3 separate regions of the Oryctolagus cuniculus genome follow, and all the other regions are linked to region 2. A link is a contact called in public Hi-C and Micro-C data. All regions are on one chromosome and are shown on one strand. Each heading gives the region's core, a stretch centred on a gene start, on an enhancer-like site or on the middle of the called end of the contact. The rest is flanking DNA. Distances are from core to core; before and after follow the strand shown. Region 1 overlaps ARHGEF3 (Rho guanine nucleotide exchange factor 3). Region 2 holds the start of TASOR (transcription activation suppressor). Region 3 holds the start of APPL1 (adaptor protein, phosphotyrosine interacting with PH domain and leucine zipper 1).

Evidence for each region. Hi-C and Micro-C count contacts between places; a contact is called where the count stands out from the background.
Region 1: a Hi-C map of liver shows a contact between it and region 2, with 8 times the contacts expected there. The contact joins the enhancer-like site here to the promoter of TASOR in region 2. A contact is called at or near these places in 4 of 6 Hi-C or Micro-C datasets (liver, psoas muscle, skin fibroblasts and 1 more).
Region 3: a Micro-C map of ear pinna shows a contact between it and region 2, with 4 times the contacts expected there. The contact joins the promoter of APPL1 here to the promoter of TASOR in region 2. A contact is called at or near these places in 2 of 6 Hi-C or Micro-C datasets (ear pinna and an unstated tissue).

The regions. Positions count from the first base shown.
Region 1 is chr10:92,890,973-92,895,121 of mOryCun1.1, reverse strand. All of the region lies in intron 2 of ARHGEF3 (Rho guanine nucleotide exchange factor 3), which reads right to left. Among named protein-coding and RNA genes, the nearest start is that of SPATA12, 61 kb to the right of the region's middle. Within about 2 kb of position 2,456, at least 1 of the 8 cell types and tissues checked has an H3K27ac peak or open chromatin away from gene starts, as enhancers often do.
Region 2 is chr10:93,183,751-93,187,810 of mOryCun1.1, reverse strand. It overlaps TASOR (transcription activation suppressor), which reads right to left and starts at 2,597. Exons shown (of 26, transcript XR_007921897.2): 1 at 1,986-2,597.
Region 3 is chr10:92,681,401-92,685,439 of mOryCun1.1, reverse strand. APPL1 (adaptor protein, phosphotyrosine interacting with PH domain and leucine zipper 1) reads left to right here and starts at 1,414. Exons shown (of 22, transcript XM_051852269.2): 1 at 1,414-1,611. The coding sequence starts at 1,558.

The DNA of each region.
Region 1 (4,149 bases), core at 1,207-3,706, 290 kb after region 2:
TACCTTGCTGCTCCTTCAGCAACTGGATGAGGCTACTGAAAAGCCAAGCAGTGGCTATCTGTGGCGCATAAAATCACTATTTTCTGCATCAGTGAATCCCAAAAAGGTTGCACTCACTAGGTGTTCAAGAGTCCACCACTAGGGGGCAAAAGAGAGTAACATTCTTGGCTTTTTTTTTTTTTTTTTAAATCTGGTCTCAATTTAGGTCCCAATAGAGAGAGACCTAAATATAAGTGAAGCTAAAATTGAATATTTAGAAGCTTTTTAGTAACACTGTGATGAAAAACTTTACAGCTGACCTAAGCATTCTGAGGACTGCTTTAGACCAGGACTGAGGACTTCTTTAAAATGGAAATGGGTCACTGGAACCTACAACACATTCATTCCCATCAATCATTAACCCACACGTGAGCAAAAGTAATTCCCCAGCCAAGTGAGGACAAGGCAAGGCTGCAAGGGACTGGGGCCCAAGGAGAAGGAAAGGAACACTCGACCCTAGGTTCAGGCCATGAGATCTTGAATCTGCCTCAGTGCCCATATCCCCACTTTGTGGGCCTAGAAACTGAGGCCCACCATCCACCCCGACCCCTACTCTAGAATGCAGGAGTCTGCCAAGACCCCTACCTGTCATCTTTTTATTTTTTTTAAGATTTGTTAATTTGAAAGTCAGAGTTACAGAGAGAGAGAGGGAGACACATAGAGAGATCGCCCATCTGCCGGTTCACTCCCCACATGGCTGCAACAGCCATGACTGGGCCAGGCAGAAGCCAAGAGCTTCATCCAGATCTCCCATGTGTGTGCTGGGGCCCAAGCACTTGCGTCATCTTCCACTGCTTTCCCAGGCGCATTAGCAGGGAGCTGGATTGGAAGTGGAGCAGCCGGGACTCCCATCAGTGTACCCAGATTCTGCCCTTGCAGGTGGTGGCTGCACCCATGGTGCCACAACACCGGCCCATCTATCATTTCTGCATCTACTTTTCTTCAAACTCTCTCCTCAACCACTGCTGCCCTATCTTAGCTCCCCCTGCACACTGCTGCGAGCGAGAAGCTTTGAAATCTCCAATGCAATCATCCCCTCCCATCACTTCAAATCTTTGGAAGTGTTGGGGTCTGAAAGCTTGTGTCCCTCCCAAATTCCTGTGCTCAAGGCTGGTCTCCAACTGATGCTAGCAGGACAGGGACTGCTCGGAGGTGACCAGGTGCGTGGGGTTAGTGCCATACAGAGACGACCTGCTCAGCCCTACCATATGAAGGCATGGCAGAAGGGGCACCATCCAGGAACCAGGAAACGCCCTCGCCAGGGGCCGACCTGCTATCACCTGACCTTGGATTTCACAGTCTCCAGGGCTATGAGGAACACATCTCTGTGTTTCTTTTGTTAAAATTTATTTATTTCTTTACTTGAAAGGCAGAATTATAGAGAACCTTCCATGCCCTGGATCACTCCCTAAATGGCCACCATGGCCAGGGCTGGGCTGGACAGAAGCCAGGAGCTTCTTCCTGGTCTCCTACATGGGTGCAGGAGCCCATGCACTTAGGCCATCTTCTGCTGCTTTCCCAGGACATTACCAGAAAGTTGGATTAGAAGTGGAGCTGCCAGGACTCAAACCGGTATCCACATGGGATACAGGCATCACAGGCTGCATCTTTTTTTTTTTTTTTTTTTTTTTTTTTTTTTTTTTTTTTTTGGACAGGCAGAGTGGGCAGTGAGAGAGAGAGACAGAGAGAAAGGTCTTCCTTTTGCCGTTGGTTCACCCTCCAGTGGCCGCTGCGGCCGGCACACCGCGCTGATTCGAAGGCAGGAGCCAGGTGCTTCTCCCGGTCTCCCATGCAGGTACAGGGCCCAAGCACTTGGGCCATCCTCCACTGCACTCCCTGGCCACAGCAGAGAGCTGGCCTGGAAGAGGAGCAACCGGGACAGATTCCAGTGCCCTGACTGGGACTAGAACCCGGTGTGCTGGTGCCACAGGTGGAGGATTAGCCTATTGAGCCACGGCGCCGGCCACAGGCTGCATCTTATTGCACTACACCACGGCACCGGCCCTCTATTGTGTGGTTTATAAGCCACCCTGTTGATGGTGTCTTATTAGAGCAGTCTGAAGGAACCAAGACACAAGGTTCCATGTCTCTTAGAGAATAAAACTTCAGATTAAAAAGCACAGCTCAGCAGATACTTCAGGCATGAAACCCTCCCCCACCCACCAACCCCTCAACCCACTCCTTAGGGTCCCTGCCCAGCACAGGGCCCTACGGAAGGACCCAGACACCAACCAGCACCAGGACCTGCAGGGCCTGGCTCCCCTCTGAGCAGCTCAGCCTCTGAGGACTCAGGTCCAGCGCCACCCTGCCTGATGAGCCTCCCTAACCCTGACGACCTCCCTCAGCAAGGGCCACTGTCCCTCCAGGCCCACCCTCAGTCCTGCCTTTGTGCCTGGCCATCCTCTGCAGGGCAGGGCCCACACTGGGTGCCCTCAGCCCAGTGCAAGGCCTAGAAGCCCAGGGGATCTGGCTGGGAGCACTGGGTTCTTGGTGTCAGGAGTGGGCAGGGAGAGATCCCAGAACTGAACCTTCCCCACAGCCTGTGAGCTCAGGGATGGGCTTGTCTGAGCAAGAAGGGCCAGGCAACCGTGGAGGCTGGCAGCCCGGGGCAGGCCGTCACAGGAAGCCAGAGGTGCTGTGTGCGGGGGCTCTGTCCACACCCACGTGGCCTTCGCCAGGATCAGCACAGACAGGCAGCCCAGGAGTAACAGGAGAGGCCCCCACAGGAGACGTGGGAGGAGGGCTTACCGGCCTGAGCATCCGCCCTGCACTCCTCACCCCGCTGCCCTGTCTGTCATCCCCCTCTGTAATTATCAGGAGAACCCAAAGCCTGTGTGTTTTTCACTCCTCCAGGGGCTCCGCGTTCCAACTTCAGAATTCCTGGGAGATGCTTCAGCAGGAACTTGTAAAACTGTCAGGGTGCAGGAAGCCATGCTCACGATGAACTTGCACGCAGCGGTCAGCGCGGCCACGGGTGCCGGCACCCTCATCTGTAACGTGACCAGGACAAAGCCTTCCTCCACCGGGGTGCCCTGAATGGCCAAGGGCTGCGGCGCACTTGGGTTTGGAAGGCTCTTGGGCTGTCTGTGCAAAGCCCGGAGCGGTTACAGCACACTCTGTGGCTGGCTTTCCCCTGCCAGGTTGTTACCGGCAGCCAAGGGGCCGATCGCTCCTGCGCACACACAAAAGAAACCGAAGCAGAACAATCCAGCAGAAAGAGGCCCTCCACTCAGGCATCTGGCAAACCTGCTGCCTGCTACCAGGTCCAAGATTTACAAATGTTGATGCTCGCTAAGTCTGATCTGGAACGTGGCTCGCTCCTTCTCCTGGGGTCTCCCCACGTGGTCTTCCCCACCTCTCTGCAGCCGAGAGCCACACAGCTCCCATCCCTACTCTAACTGCTGTGGGGCCCCCGGGAGTGATGGCCAAGTCTGGAGGCTCTGCTGGTATCCTGAGTTCCTTCACAGCCATGGGTGTGCGGCTGCAGGTGTCGCACCCGGGGCCCCAGCTCCACGTCACCACTTGCTCCAGCCATGAATTCAGGCTGTTTCAAGGCTTGGCCGATTCAGACAGAACCTGCCCCGTCACCGCCTCCCCCCACTTCCGGAGTAGAGTTTGTCATTTTGGGATCCACAGGCAGCCATAGTCCTAACCTCAGCGATACTGCAGAATGGAGCCCACATCTACCTCTCTGCACCTGCTTCGGCTGCTCATAAGGTTTTATGTTCGCTCCATTCAGAGAAAAACTGCACCAGGTCTCCAGGACTGACTTCTTGACTATTCGTGACTTAGCCCAGGCAACAGACGAAGTAAAAAGGATTTTGTTTTTGGTTTTGCTTTGTTTTTGTTTTGTTTTCAGATTTTATTTTTTACTTATTTGAAAGACAGAAATACTAAGGGAGGAAGAGAGAGAGATCGATCTTCTAGCCACTGGTTCATTCCCCAAATGACCAAGGCTGGGCCATACTGAAGCCAGGAGCCAGGAGTTTCTTCCTGGTCTCCCACATGGGTGCAGAGGCCCAAGGACTTGGGCCATCTTCTGCTGCCTTCCCAGGGGCATTAGCAGGGATCCAGATCAGAAGTGGAGCAGCCAGGTCTTGAAGGGATGAC
Region 2 (4,060 bases), core at 1,348-3,847:
AGAGTTGAAATTTTCTATGACGTTTCATCACTAAGCACTAACTTCTCTCAAGTTTGGACAGGATAAAATCCAGTGATAAAATAACTGCTTATTTAACTTCTTAAAGTTCTATTTAAATCGCTACTGTACTTTTTCAACAGCTGCTGTTCAGTGTATAAACAAGTCAAAAAATTTTCACTAAACATGAAAAAATCCTTACACACAACCCTTTTGTTTCTAAGTGAAAATGGAAAACAATTTTTCCCCAAGGATTACTGGACTCAAGAGGGAAAATTACGGTTTCTATTTTCTAAATCCTGAATTGTTTGTTTTTAATGTGTTCAACTAAATTCTGCATGACAGAAACCTATGAATCTGGTTTACCTAAAACAACACAAAACACAGCACACATCTCCTATCCTTGCCCCCCAAAACGACAGGACTTCTAGGCCAATTTTCTGGTCGTAACGAAAAATTAGGTATACCATATTCTTAGGCACCTAAAACCTAATAAAAGGGAGTAGACATCAAAAGGTTTTTATCAATTAAAAACTTTTTTTTTCAACCTCCTACCACATAACTAGAGTCCATTTGAACATACTTCCAACCTATTCTCAATAACGTAGGTTGGACATAACTTTTCTCATAATCATAATTCTTAACACAATTGATAATCTTGACTTTTAAAGTAACTTTCTGAATGCTAAAATAACATTAAACTCAACTATTTCTAGAAACATTGCTCATGTCAATGGGCAGAGTTAACTTCATTTCTATCAACATGGTTTCTCAAACCAAGTATTTCCTCGGCTTTGTCATCCAAATAAAAATGAACTTTTTTTATTCTACTGATAAAAGGCTCTAAGAATTCCAGTTGTACAAAAGGAGCTGGTTAGTATATGCACAATGCTTTAGTGAAGATTCTAGGTCTTCTTCATTGGGATTCAAATGACCCAAAAAAAATTGGTTTTGCAAAATAAAAATTTTCCATTAGTTTCCTAAATAAGTCATGAGAAACTGAACCATGCAGTAGAGCAAAAGTTGTCTAAATTCAGATATTCAAAATTACTGGGCAAATATAATTCCCTAATAGAAGCAAACACTAGTTTTGATCTCCACTACAAATTGACTCCTTCTTGAGTCACAGTATGGAATTAAGGTTGAAATAGGTAAAGGCAGTTAATGTAACTGTTCCCATAGTGGTTCCAAAAACTAAGGCGTAACTTTTCTTTTAATCTTAAGTTCTGCCAACTGCGAAACCAAACTGGAGATTCTTGGGCATAAGCTAGTCTCTCTTTTTTCCCCCCATTGGGAAATGACTGCACCAAGAACCTACCTTCTTTTCAAATACAAGAAAAACCATACTAAATTTGGATTTAAAGAGAGAGCTCTATTTAATCTAAGTCTTCAGAACAACCAAAAAGGTCTACATGGAAATGAAGTGTGATGGAAAACAGCAGTGTACGTGGCTCGCATCTCCTAACCGGGGCTAGCTAAAAGAAGGGAAGACGCTGACATCAAGCAAATTTCAAGTAGACACTTAGAGCTGAAGAACTTTCCACAGGGAGAAGCAGCACTTGTGGTCCTCAGAACGCAATGAGCTTGGAGAAAGCCTCAGAATCCATGGCCACGGGCTATTTCCACAGGGAGACTTCTGGGAAGCATCCTTAGGAGGACACATCGGCTTCTCTGCCTTCGGGGACTGGGAGGGAGGGGCGCCGAGCACCAGCTTTCCTCTCCGGGAGCTGCAGCCTTACGGACAAGCTTCCAACCTGAGCTACTTCCAACTTCCACGGGCAGAGGGGGAGCAGCGGAGCGTGGTTGCACCGCTTTCCTCTCGCACCAAGCGCAGCAGCTGGGCGGCCGTGGCAGCGAGGGGAGAGGCGGCTGGCGCTGCATGCGTGTTTACGTGTCTCGGATGGGTGTGGGAAGAGGAGACAGAGAGGTTCTAATGAAAAGATGGAGGGGAGAGAGAAAGGGGGGTCGGGGAGAAGGGGAGGCACCACCTTTCTTTTCTCTGCTCTTCCTGGGGATCTGAAAACTCCTCCTAATTGGCCTTTCGGGCTCTTCCGGGCCTTTGGGCAGAGCTGCCGCGCCCGCCTCAGAGGAGTCCTGAAGCTGCTCGTGGCTGAAGCTCTGGGCGGCCTCGGCCCCCGCGGTCTCCTCGGGCCCGCCGCCGCCGCCGCCGCCGCCGCCGGGCTCGGCGATGAGGAGGCCGCCGCCGCCGCCATTTTGTGGGGACGATTCATGCTCCGGAAGCTCCTGCTTCATCTCTTCGTTGCCGCCGCCGCCGCCGCTTTCCCAGCTCGCGTCCGTCGGCGGCGAAGCCTCCGTCTCTGCAGCAGTCGCCATCGCGCCGCCGTGAGGAGCTCCGGGAAGCTTCTACCCACAAGGTCGTCGGGCGAGGGGGGAAGGGGCGGCGGGCTGGCCTCGCCGCCCAGTTACTCTCAGCCCACCCACTCCCCTCCCCCCGTGGCCGCGGGCCGCGCTCCTGACCCCGCAGCTCTTCGGAGCGCCGAAGTGGGCGCCCCGACAGTGCTGCCCTGCCCGAGGGGCCGCTCCTCGCTCGGGCAGTTCTTCAGCCGGCCCCCGCCACTCAACGTGCTCGCGTCGGGCCCGAGAAGGGGCGGGGCCGTCGCAGGCTGGCTCCGCCAATGGGAACGCGGCTCCCGCCTCCGCCAGTGCGGATACACCCTGCCAGGGGGCGGAGCCTCCAGGCGCCGGAGCCCGCCAAAAGGGGCGAAGGCAACGCCCGGCCGGTTCCTCGACGCCGCCGTTGTCCGCGAGGTGCAGGTCGTCGGCGGCTGTTTGTGAACTCCCGGGCGGCAACCTGGCCGACGCTGCCCTAGAAGAAGATGAAGTCGACCTTGTCCTGTGAGCTCTGGGCGGCACCCCTTCGAGGGGAAGATCCCCTCCCCCTGAGCAAGAGGCTTCAGAGCAGTGGATTCTGGATGACTCCAATTTGTGACTTGTTTGCATGCATACCAAGGCCCGGAAGAGATAAAGAGAATGGGTTTTGGCGATAAGAGCCTGGGTTCATCTGCCTACCATTCTCAGCCATTGCTTCTTTACAATGGAATACTCCCACCTGCCCTATTCTAAGATAATGCTCCGGCAAGCACTGTATTAGGAGCCTTTAAAAAAAATCTATTTGTTTATTTGAAAGGAGGAGTTGCAGAGAGAGAGAGAGAATTTCCATCTGCTGGTTCACTCCCCAAATGATTTCAACTGCCAGAGCTGAGCCCATCGGAAGCCAGGAGCCAGGAGCTTCTTCCGGGTCTCCCACGTGAGTGCAGGGCCCCAAGCACTTGGGCCATCTTCCACTGCTTTCCCAGGAGCGTCAGCAGGGAGCTGGGTTGGAAGTGGAGCAGCCGGGACTCCAACCAATGCCATATGAGATGCTGGCGGGTCTGGCAGCCGTTGGCTTTACCTGCTATGCCACAGTGCCTGCCCCTGTACTAGAGGTCTTTGAAAGGGCCTCATTACTTAGTGTTAGCAAGACTGGGCTCTGAAGTGGTTGAAAAGTAAGGGAGCTACTGGCTTTTAGACTATATTTGCTTCTTTTTTTTTTTTTGCTTTCAGTTTTCCTACAGTGAATGTATATTATAGAAAAAATAAACTTTTGTAGCCACATCTTAAAAATATATACAGGCATTGTGGGTTAAGCATCCCATGCTGATACAGGAACACCAGTTGGAATTCCAGTTAGTCTGCTTCCCATCCGGGTCTCTGCTGATGCACCTGGAAGGCATCCAATGGTGGCTCACGTACTTGGGTCCCTGCCACCCACAAGAGGGACCCATCCTGCATCCTGACATGGCCTGACCCAGCCCCACCTGTTGGATACCATATGGGGAATGAACCAGTGGAAGGAAGATCTCCATCTCTCCCTCTCCCTGTCCCTCTGCAAATAATCTTTTAAAAGTATATACAGCAAGTTGTCACTCTCCCTTTAACTTGATAGTCAAGGGGGAGGACCTTTTAAATACTCTAAATCTAGTCAGCATAAACTAGCCTGAGTTCTGGAGAGTATAGCAAATACTGTATAGTCAGGAGTATAGCCAGGAGCCCTGAGCTGTTT
Region 3 (4,039 bases), core at 165-2,664, 500 kb after region 2:
AAAGAGAGAGATCAGAAGAAACCCTAGTATTTTAGTTAAAAATATGTAACTTCTGGGGCTGGCGCTGTGGTGCAGCGGTTTAAAGCCCTGGCCTGCAGCACTGGCAACCCATATGGGGGCAGGTTTGAGTCTCAGCTGCTCCACTTTTGATACAGCTCCCTGCTAACGGGCCTAGGAAAACAGCAGAGAATGGCCTAAGTGCTTGGACTCCTGTACCTATGGGGGAGACCTGGTAGAAATTCCTGGCTCCTGGCTTTGGCTCGGCCCAGCCCTGGCCGTTGCGGCCATTTGGTGAGTGAACCAGTGGATGGAAGACCTCTCTCTGTATCTGTAACTCTTTCAAATAAATAAAATAAATCTTTAAAGAAAATGTAACTTCCATCCTCATTACAGCATATGTGTTTCAATCTATCTGTGGCATCGGGCGGCGATTCATCCTTACTCAGCATCTTTTTTATTTCTTAAATGAAAACGGGATGGATTGGTGGGACAAATGGCTAGTTTATTTTGCCATTTTCTCTTTACACTGAAGAAAGCATCACTGCTAACTCTACAGAAAAATGGAGGTGGGGGAAGACGGACCGGGGAGGCAGGGAGAGACGGGGTCTCAGGCTTCACTCGCTCCAATCCCCGACTCGATGCTTCGCTTTACTGTAAAAGAAGCGATGTGAACCCGCTTTCCAATGTTTTTTTGATCGAACAGAAATGCTAATCAGTTATCAACATAAGCAAGCAGCATGGCCTCATATTTAAAGGGTGTTTTCCTTTGTGATGTAAAAGAATGGCAGGTCAGTTCTTCCTTCGTGGGTAGGTAAGGGCTGCCGAACTGGCAACAGTCATGGGTTTTTTCTTGTTGTTGCTGGTGGTGGGTCTGTGTTTTTTAAACTCAATAAACTATTACCAAGCGCCCGGAAGGCGCATTTCGATCCCGCAAATTTAGCAGAAGCTCCAGTTAATGACGGAACTTCGGATCTCACAGACATCCGTTTTGCTGGATGCTTCAGGCAGGTCTGGGAAGGTTATAATTTGAGGAAACTGAGGAAAGGCGCCAGCGGTAGGGGTTTTTCCAAGGTCGCTGACGAAATACATTGCCGGAGAAGTAAGACTGCCCCAAATTCCCCAGTGTGATGCTCCCTCGAGGTTCCGGTAACTCGCGCTGCAAGCCGTGGCGGGGGACGGGCTCTGCCGATTTGCATCCAAACGCCCGAACGCTACACGGGATCGCCCAGCCGAGACAGGGCCGCCTCCGCCACCAGCGAGGCCAGGGTTCGCAGAGCAGTTTTTCTCGCTAGAGGAACCTCTCCCGGTCAGCTCCAGCGCTGACGGGCGTGGCCTCGAGCCAATGGGAGCCCCTGGAGGCGGGGCGAGCAGGCCGGGGGGCGGGATTTCCCGCGCGGCAGCTCGGCGCCTGGCGAGGGCGGCGCGGGCGGCGTCGGCGTCGGCGGCGGCAGAGCCTGCGAGAGGGAGGGCGGGCCGCGGTCAGCTGCTGCAGGCGGGCGGGCGCGGGGAGCTGTGGGCGGCCGCTGCGTCTCCTGCCACCGCCCTCCCTTCGCCACGATGCCGGGGATCGACAAGCTGCCCATTGAGGAGACGCTGGAGGACAGCCCGCAGGTGAGGCGCGGGCGGCGGCGGGCCATGCAGGCGAGCCGGGCGGGAGGACCACAGGCCTGCGGTTGCCGCCGGTGCCCGCCCGGGCCCAGGTAGGGCCGCCGCCCAGGTATCCCCCGCCCGCGGACTCGGGCCGCGCCCGGAGCATTCGAAGCCGGGCCCGCTTCCCGAGGCCCTCGTGGGCCCGCGCTGCAGGGCCGAGGGCCGCGGGCGGGGACCGAGCCGGCCGCCGCCGCCGCCGCCTGTCGTGGGCCTGGCAGTCACGTCCGCGCGCGGGTCTCCTCTGTGTTGGATGGAAAGTGCCTGTTTTGTTGTTTTTGTTTTTAATCGCTGCGATGGGAGGTGCTAGCTCCCCCACCCCGGAATTTTCGGAGGAAAGGCAGGAAAGGGAGCCAACCTGGTAGTCTTGTTCGGCGGCCGCAGCGGCTCGGCGAGCTGGGGAGGCGAGGAAAGGAGGGCTGTGTGTCCCGGAGCCCGTCCCCGCTCTCCGCGCCCGCGGTGCTCGCGTCGGGGCCGGGCCCGGCCGCTGTCACAGCCCGAGCGGTGCGCGGCGAGCGAGGGACGGCGCCTTCGCGGCTGGCCGGCCGCCGCGCCGCTCGCTGCAGACTTGGCTCCAGTAATAAACTCATCAAAATAAGAGCCCGGTGTTGTGTGTGTGGTGCGTTGGGGGGTGATGCTGCTTTGACGGCTGGCGATTCTGACCGCTTTTTGGGAAATGTAACCCAGGAATGGAATCAGCTGTTTCAGGAAAGATGTTGGCGGGAGGGGAGTAGGGGCTGTAACTTAGCTTCGGAGAAACCTGATTCCCAAGCCTGCCTTTTATACCAATAAGCAGTTGAAGACATACTGCTAGATACCACTCGGAAACGTCTCTGAAGCTTTGTGTATTTCGAAATAAAATGCACGTATTCCACGTGTCTACGATTTGATAGGGCTCCCTCAAAAGAAAGCACAGGCTGGATCATGCCCCCTTTCCTGGGTACCTCCTCTGCCTTGGATTTTGTGCCAGTTTGAGTTGCCAGGTTGAAATTGGGCTCTGATTGTAGAACTGATTTGTACTTGTTACATTCTGAAAGTTATCTTCCCAGGCCAGTAGGTGCCGGCTGGTAATGCTCTTTTATCAGCCTAGACTAACCGAAAGAGACACCCGCATTTTGGTTTATCTTGACTCCCAGTTCAGATTTCTCTTAATGACTCCTGTAGTACAGAGTTAGAAACTGTCTTGTTTCAGGTGGTTTGTGGGAGGTTTTGGCCAGGTGCGCTTTGTCATTTTGCTTTTTTGTTCTGTAAGTTGCTGCAGGTTGCCTTACCTTCTGTGTTTTGTAGCCCAGAGAGAGACCACAGCTCAGAATGGGTTGCACTGTGCTCCAGCCACGAGTTTTGAGGCACAAATGATTTTTTTTTTTTTTTTTTGACAGGCAGAGTGGACAGTGAGAGAGAGAGACAGGTCTTCCTTTTCCGTTGGTTCACCCTACAATGGCCGCTGCGGCTGGCATGCTGTGGCCACCGCACTGCACTGATCCGAAGCCAGGAGCCAGGTGCTTCTCCTGGTCTCCCATGCGGGTGCAGGGCCCAAGGGCCTGGGCCATCCTCCACTCCCTTCGCGGGCCACAGCAGAGAGCTGGCTGCCTGGAAGAGGAGCAACCGGGACAGAATCTGGCGCCCCAACCGGGACTAGAACCTGGTGTGCCGGCGCCGCAGGCAGAGGATTAGCCTAGTGAGCCGCGGCACCGGCCACAAATGATCTCTTGACTCATCTGATTCATGTCTTGAGTTTTTCACATAGTTTACAATTTGAAAATGAGTTCTTTGTATCAGTTGTGTAGTAGTTTTTAAAATGAAATAGCTACATTGATACTTTAATATCCAGAAGCAGCACATTTGAACTGGGTAATATTTGGGAAAATTGGTTGGAAAAGCTGGGGTTTAAGGAGGAAACGGAAAGCACCTGGAGGTAATTCCCAGGGAGAACCTGTAGTTGGGCTAGAAAGCCCTGGGTGTGGAATTGAGGAGCTAAGGGTTTGTCTACCACTTGGTACTTTCTGCTCGAGGGCAAGTCACTCAAATTCTCTGAGCCTCAGTGAGTGTTTGAATTTTTCACCCTGATTATTAAAAGATAATGGTGGCTTGCTTCAGAAAAACTGGAAGATGCAGGAGAAAATGCACATTCACAATTGACCTGCCAAGCCCTAGCAGCAGACCCTATTAACAGTTGGCTTTATTCTAGTCTTTTTTATTTCAACATGTTTTAGTGTAATTGAAATTATATTGTGTTCAGTTATTTTTGTTCTTTCAGCGTAACAAATTAGCTCACATATCTTCACATTACTATATTCTGAAAGAAAAAAGTCTGAGGACAGCACCTTTCCTTAATTGACTGAACAGTTGACCTGTTGGCATTTTAGAGTTATCCCAAAATTTAGCTTTTCTG